Linked DNA regions of Mus musculus: region 1 is linked to region 2. A link is a contact called in public HiChIP or PLAC-seq data. All regions are on one chromosome and are shown on one strand. Each heading gives the region's core, a stretch centred on a gene start, on an enhancer-like site or on the middle of the called end of the contact. The rest is flanking DNA. Distances are from core to core; before and after follow the strand shown. Region 1 has its middle 130 kb from the start of Gm41097. Region 2 overlaps Cfap20dc (CFAP20 domain containing).

Region 1 (3,507 bases), core at 21-2,520, 700 kb before region 2:
TCAATGAGCTTAAAAAAAAAAGACTTCTTGTTTAAAACTTTTCCTGTTTTCCTTGTAGCCTGGTGACAAAATGGAAAAGAAGAGAAATGGAAAAGAAGAGAGCATTGGCTACAGATGTCCCACTTGTAGAGCATGAGGGACATGGCAGTGTCGGCTGGATGCTGTGGGATGGCATAGGAGCCCTGCACTATCACTGGCATTTCTATTAAGTATTATAGATCTTCATACTGAAACAATCCAGAGCTACTGAAACCAGAGCAAGGCCAGGGTACAGTGCTTCACTGTGTGATTTTTTTTTTTTTTTTTTTTAAGGAAGCACAAGTTCTGAAATTTCTCTTGAGGCATCGATTGCTTTAGTTGATCTTCATACCTGCAAAAGGAAAAGAGAAAGTGTTCCTTGTTATTTGGTGGTATGTTAAGTTTAGCTTTTCCCCTTAATTACACTATGTGTTTATGATATAGAGTTAAAACAACACAGAAGCATGTAGAGAAAAATGTGGCTCGGTTCTTTCCATCACTCCCTTCTAACCTCAGTTCCCTGGGGAAATAGGGCCAATGCCTTGGCAGAAAAGCTTCAAATTCCTTTCCTATTTACAGACATCTATTTCTGTACATATACAAGTGAAGACAGATATCGGAATGTTTGGGCGTGCACACCGAGTTATAAAAGCCTAACTTTCATTGAAACAAGGCTTAGAAACACAGCACAAAGAGAGGTAAACTGAAACAAAAGGGTGGATCTCCCATTAGAAACTGGGAGCAAAGCCAAATAATGCCAAGGTGAGAGTAGTCGAGAGGTCAAAATAGCACATTATTTATCACATTCAATGCAAACATGACTCAATAAATGCCCTTTGCATATGTTGCTCCTAATGTGACCATTTCATTTAGAATAATTACATGATCATGCCGCCTCACAAGAATTTGGTCAGTAGTACCCAGGTTTAGATATTTGTGTCACACAATACATAAAAACTGAACAAATATACTGCCTTATCCATTGCTGACCCTAATATGCATATTTCATTTGATATTCTTTATACAATGTTGAATCTCTGTTACACTTTAGTTCTGAATCTTTTCCTTATATGTCCTTTCCTGTATTGCCCCTCTTACACCTAATACCTATTTGTTCTTCAAATGACCAAACATTTGTTACCATCCTTGCAAAAACTTTGATTGTTTTTGCTATTAACTTCAGGTCCTTAGAGGTTGAACTGATGAAAATGTGAAGGGACTCACGCAAACAAAGCTTTTGTTAGGAATCCTCCAAGATCAGACTGGAAGTTCTCCCAACAAAGGGATAGTGGGAGCCACACCTACCATACAAGAAAGAGTCCATCATGAAAATGTAAGAGGGATTTCATATTCAAATCACGCATATTGGACTACCATTAGGTAGTCATCAGTGTTCATGCTTTAAGATTTCAAGTAAGAAATCAAAATGTTCTCCTTGTAACCTGCAAGTTCTAAGGAAAAAGGAAATCAGCATAGTAACAAGATTTGCTACCTTGGGGCCTCCCAGTGGACTCTGGAGGCAATTAAACTCCCTGAAATGGTAAACACAATCAAGCAAATGTTCCTAGGTCATGCACTTGTTTAGGAACAAGGACATGACCTTCAGTTTGGTGCTCCAAAGGATCAAGAACTAGATCACAGAACAGAAAGACAAATGTTTAGAAAAGAGCAGGGATACATTTGCAGCCTAGTGGGTGTGGCTCTTGCCATAGACAGAAGAGTTTGAACAAGCCTGAGTTTCTACTCTATCTTCAGCAGCTTCTCAGTTAATGCTTGACATTAACACACTGCTTTTTGATATTTTTCAGTGAAAGTACATCCCTTTATTGTGGCATGGGTTTGCAGCACAGAGGGGCATAATGAAAAAGGAACAAGAAAAGAACCTCGGCCAGAGGGTTTCCATACAAATGAGGCTTTTACATCAACACATTCTCAAATCTCAGTGCACTACCCCACACTCAGTTAAACACACAAAACGGCACTGCAAACTCCTCTTATCCCTCTTTCTGTTGGTATGTGCTTCTGTAGAGCTGATATGAGTGAACCTTATAATAAAACATGCTAGACATAGGCCTTCAGCTCAGAAGATATTATCAAGAACGATTCCTGACTACAATACCCAACCCTGAAAGAAGCCCAGTGTATGGAGCTCATTATTTCTGAAACTTGACAAGCCCTAAAAAATAAATCAAGTGCTAACTTGAATTACAAGTGATTTTTCACCAAATATGGGTTTGAGTAACAGACTATGCTCTCGACAATTACAACCCCATATTGAGATGAAGTTGAACCTCACACTGTTTAGGCAGGTGTCAATTCAAATGATGGAAGCAATTACTATGTTGTAAGCTTAGAAGCAAATTCAGAATTTCCTGGGAATCACAACTGGTCTTTAGTCCCAAGCTTGTCACTTAAAGGTAGGTGACCCTGGGAAAATCAGCTGATGTGATTTTCCTCATTTGCAAAGTAAGTGGATTGGATGCTTTCTCCACTCATTCCCTTCCAGACACAGCAGTTGATAACTCAAGTGTTACTTGTAAGACACCAAAAGGGTTAGGAGATTTCTGATGGGCAGAGACGACTAAGGAAAGAAATGTATCTACATTTAAGAGCCTAATCCCTGAAAACTCATACTGGACTTTGAATATGTAAGGTAGTTCTTATGCCTTATTAGAGACATGTAGAGATATTATCTTAGGGGACTTAAAGCTCACATTTAAGCTATAGGTTTCTTTGACTTAAAGATACACAGAGACACATAAACACATACCTAAGTAAGATGGAATCAACATTCAAAAGTTATCTGGGTTTTCTTGATTTCCCAGAACCAGAAATCCCTTTTAAGAGTTGCTCTTTGTACTGGCTGTGGTGGCACACACCTTTAATCTCAGATCGAAGGAAACAGAACCAGACAGAGCTCAGTGAGTTTTATGCTTCCCTGGTCTACGTAGTGAGTTCTAGCCAACAAGAATGTATAGGAATAGATTGCTTTCAAAAAAAATCAATAAAATTTCTCTTAGTATGTAACAATTCTTAGCAGTACCCTATTATGACTGCCAGCTCCTTGCTGACAGATCCAGGTGAAAGGAGAGAGGCCCTGTCCCACCAGGATTTTTCCAAGGTTGATCAGGATGGCAAGTGTTGATGGCCCAAAAGAAACACACAGAACCAGGAGTCTTGTCAAAGCAGGAACTCAACTTTATGGCATCAGCCTCTCACTTACATAAGTTCAGAATATGGGGAGGGGGATTTTTGGTGAGATAAGATGATGCAGGAGGCAGGGAAGAGTGACAGAGTGTATGGAGTGACTGACAGGGCCATAGCAAAGCTCTATATCAGCAATGGTGGGGCAGAGGCCGGACCAAACAGGCCGTGCTGATTCACCCGGATATGGAAGTGACTGAGACAGGTCTCAAAACTTGAGGCAGGCTTAGGCTCTCCCACAAGGCCACAGAAACTTGAGTCAGGCTCAGGTTTTTCCTTAAGGCC
Region 2 (3,359 bases), core at 613-3,112:
TAAGTCAGTCAGGCCTGTCTCTAGACCACAGTTAAGGAAGGGTCCTCATTTGCACCGTGATTCCATCAGTACACATTTGAGGTTAGCCATCAGTGTGTGCATTGCTGTAATTTAAAACAGCAGATGACTGTTCACACTCCAACAGACTCAACTACCGTGGAAATCATTAACAGCAGCAGTATATGATAATTGTCACAGCACTACCTTTTAGTCTGATTAAGTACAAGCCAATCGCAAACACTGCCAAAAATATTTAAACCTTTCACTAATTTGCAAACTGTTACTCTCTTTCATGTGTCTGAGCTCAGTCAAAATACCACTTAAATTGACATAACTTTTTGAAATATAAATGTCATAAGATTTTTATTAATATTCAGTTAAAAGTATAATATCACTGTTACCTTATTTCTTGTATTTACATTTCACGTCATTTGGGTGGGCTTTTATTATTCTTAGGTAGCTTCGCATTCTGTTTTATGATACATTCTTTCCAGCACGAGCTTTGCATACAGATGGAAATGTTGGGAATCTGGATTGGGCTGATTTTTTTTTTCATTCTGTTATGTGATTGATCTGGTCAGTGAACAAGAAATTCTTCGAGGCCATCCATCACTCCAGGCAGCCGCTGAGCTAAACCTTCTAACTCACTGCTTCCAGTCAGTCATGCAAGATTCGGGTTATAAATATTGAATGCACAAACAACTGTTTAAATTAGCTCTCCTATCTGTTTTATGCAATTTCAGGAGATGAGCAAGCTGATATGTTGTTTAGCAGCAAGAAATAGAAAACAGTGAATTCAGCACCACCCTTCCATACATCACAGAACTCGTCCTGTTGGCAAATATTTGGATCAAATTAATTCTTATTACCTTGAGTTAAATTAGAATTAAGGCCACCAAGCATGGAGTTTATGTAGCATTTTTTTTTTTTTGGATTTTATAGTTGAACAGTAGGACTGTTAGTAAATTTAGCAATCTGTCATATATATAGTAGCCAATTGTTAAATACTTCTGTGAATTTTGTTACCTCGTTACAGTAACAAAAACAGGGCAGTATTTGGAAAATATTTGGGCAGGAAGGGAAATAGCAGCAGCTGGTTTGTCCGCACCGTTGTGGTGAGCATGCAGAGTCCTGGCTTGTGCAGGTGCGTGTGCTTCTGTTGGAGCTGTAGCGAGCTTGCACACTTTCATTGCCAGTGATATGCACAATAGATAAAACACCAACTGTCTGCTTGGACTCCTAAAAGGCTTTTGTATGCAATCAATTTATGTAAACGTCCCAAATCTCCGTGTCTTAAACTTATTATTCAAATTATATTATGCTGAGATAATACAATTTCAAGTCAAAGATGTGTGTCTGCACCTTCTTTAGTAGCAAAAACAAACTGACTCCTGAGGAAGAAATGCTTTTTCTCACTTCCTGAGCTTGCAGGGGTTTCAGCAGTTTGGCAGTAGAATTTCAGCTTCATGGGTTAGAAGGTCAGGCTGCTGTGGCAGACACTGTTCACTGCCAATACTCATTCCCTCTTTTCTTGAAAAGTGTTGGTCTGGATAGCCATGACCCCAGCTGCTTCCGGCCATTGAAATGTAACTGAAGCTTTCTGGGCAGGGCTCGTTGCGTTGCCAGAAGCAGATTGTGTGGCTATCTCTAGCTAGCTACACCAAAGTCACGGAAGGTGAGCTAGTTCAGCTGGGTCTATGGCTGTCCTGGCCAACTCAGCCACTTGCCCCTTTAATCTGATTAGTTTGTTTGATTGGCTTTGCAGCTTTGTTCTTTCCTCCAGAGACCCAGGGCGGAGCTCTGGAACACGGGACCAAACACTAGGAGTCTCCTGCTGTCCTGGAGGCTGCAGACTGCCTTGAACTGCATCTGCCCAGATTTGAGAGAGTCAGCCTCATTCTCATCCCAACTATGATTCCTGATGTTCTTGGAGGCTGACACTTTCCCAAGGATGGACTACTTCTCTTCCACCGTTAATTATCACAGTCTTTTTGATATTGTCCATGTGTTTTCTTTTAAAACACAGCCTACAGTGGAATTTTAAAATCAGAGTTTACCTGTCCTTATGTGGAAATGAGCTAAGCCTTGTCACTTACAAATGAGTACTATGAATTACTAATAAGTATTTATGATGATGAAAATCACATCCGTGGGGAAGTCAGGAAAGTTTCTTCATCTCTGTGGTCTCATCTCTCAAATCTTACTTCTTTTCTTTCTTGGCCCATCCCAGCCTTCCTCACTGTTCAGTGCTCCTAGCCCAGGGAAGGAGACCAGTTTCTAAACAGTGTGGCAACGTGGTTGCTCCAGAGGTATTGCCAAGCAAGCAGAGCTGCTTCATCACTTCCTGGCCTGAACGGTTCCAAGGATCTGTGATGCGGTGCTCTCAGGGTTCTTCAGTCTAGCTCAGATCGTTGTGTCCAGCCAAATCTCCTGCCCACTCCTTTCCCCTATCTGTCTCCTGTAGAGCCCAGACTGTCTATAAGACTGTTGGACTATGAGCTGGACATGGTGGCACATGCCTTTAATCTCAGCACTCCGGAGGCAGAAGCAGGCGGATTTCTGAGTTCGAGGCCAGCCTGGTCTACAGAGTGAGTTCCAGGACAGCCAGGGCTATACAGAGAAACCCTGTCTCAAAAAAAACCAAGAAGGAAAAAAAAAAAAAAGACTGTTGGACTGTTGGGTCCGCAAACTTTATAGCCTCAGGGCTCTCTCCGGCTCCTTCTTCTCTTCTGTAGCCGTTCTCTCCATCTGTGAAATGCCACTGCCTCTTTAAAACTGACTTAGGCTCTTCTTCACCCTGAACCTGGCTCTTCCATTTGAATGCAGATCTAAAGCATCTACTCTGGTTTCTATAGCATTCTCTGTATGTTCTGTAACAGCATTTATTCAGTTGATTCATAGTCATTTACAGGTCTGCCTTTTCTAGTAGACTGTGACATCCACATAGAGATGAACTGTGTTTTAATTTTCTACTCTGGTATCTAAGTCAGCATTTGGAAAAAAATAACTATTCAGAATTTGAAGGATATTTTATTTTCTAACAAGAAAACAAGCTTGTTTGTTTTTCCTTATCTTTTCTTTTTTTCTAGAAATACTTGTTTCAGATTATTGTCTTTTTTTTTGTTTTTAGAAATGCTTGTAGAAATACATTTTTAGAAAAAAGGGAAAGTAATTTTAAGTTGTCATTACTCGTTCACTGAGTACTAAGAGTACGTGATTATTGAATGCTACCCTGAGAATAACATGTACCCTTGTTCATCAGTTACTCAACAGTTGCCCACCCAGGTCACTGCTGCACACACTTTCATCAACCCACCATTGTGGTTTCCTTACATCCATATGTGTTTCAAATGATTCAT

Evidence for each region. HiChIP or PLAC-seq counts read pairs in DNA pulled down with a chosen protein or histone mark.
Region 1: an H3K27ac HiChIP or PLAC-seq map of embryonic stem cells shows a contact between it and region 2, with 8 read pairs. The contact joins two enhancer-like sites. A contact is called at or near these places in 2 of 484 Hi-C or Micro-C datasets (both in embryonic stem cells) and 5 of 115 datasets of contacts at active chromatin or transcription factors (the NIH/3T3 cell line and embryonic stem cells).

Annotation. Positions count from the first base shown.
Region 1 is chr14:9,317,089-9,320,595 of GRCm38.p6, reverse strand. No RefSeq gene overlaps it. Among named protein-coding and RNA genes, the nearest start is that of Gm41097, 130 kb to the left of the region's middle. Within about 2 kb of position 1,270, at least 34 of the 459 cell types and tissues checked have an H3K27ac peak or open chromatin away from gene starts, as enhancers often do. A contact at or near this core is called in embryonic stem cells, where this site is marked.
Region 2 is chr14:8,619,699-8,623,057 of GRCm38.p6, reverse strand. The region is part of intron 4 of Cfap20dc (CFAP20 domain containing); the gene reads left to right. Among named protein-coding and RNA genes, the nearest start is that of Cfap20dc, 45 kb to the left of the region's middle. Within about 2 kb of position 1,862, at least 21 of the 459 cell types and tissues checked have an H3K27ac peak or open chromatin away from gene starts, as enhancers often do. A contact at or near this core is called in embryonic stem cells, where this site is marked.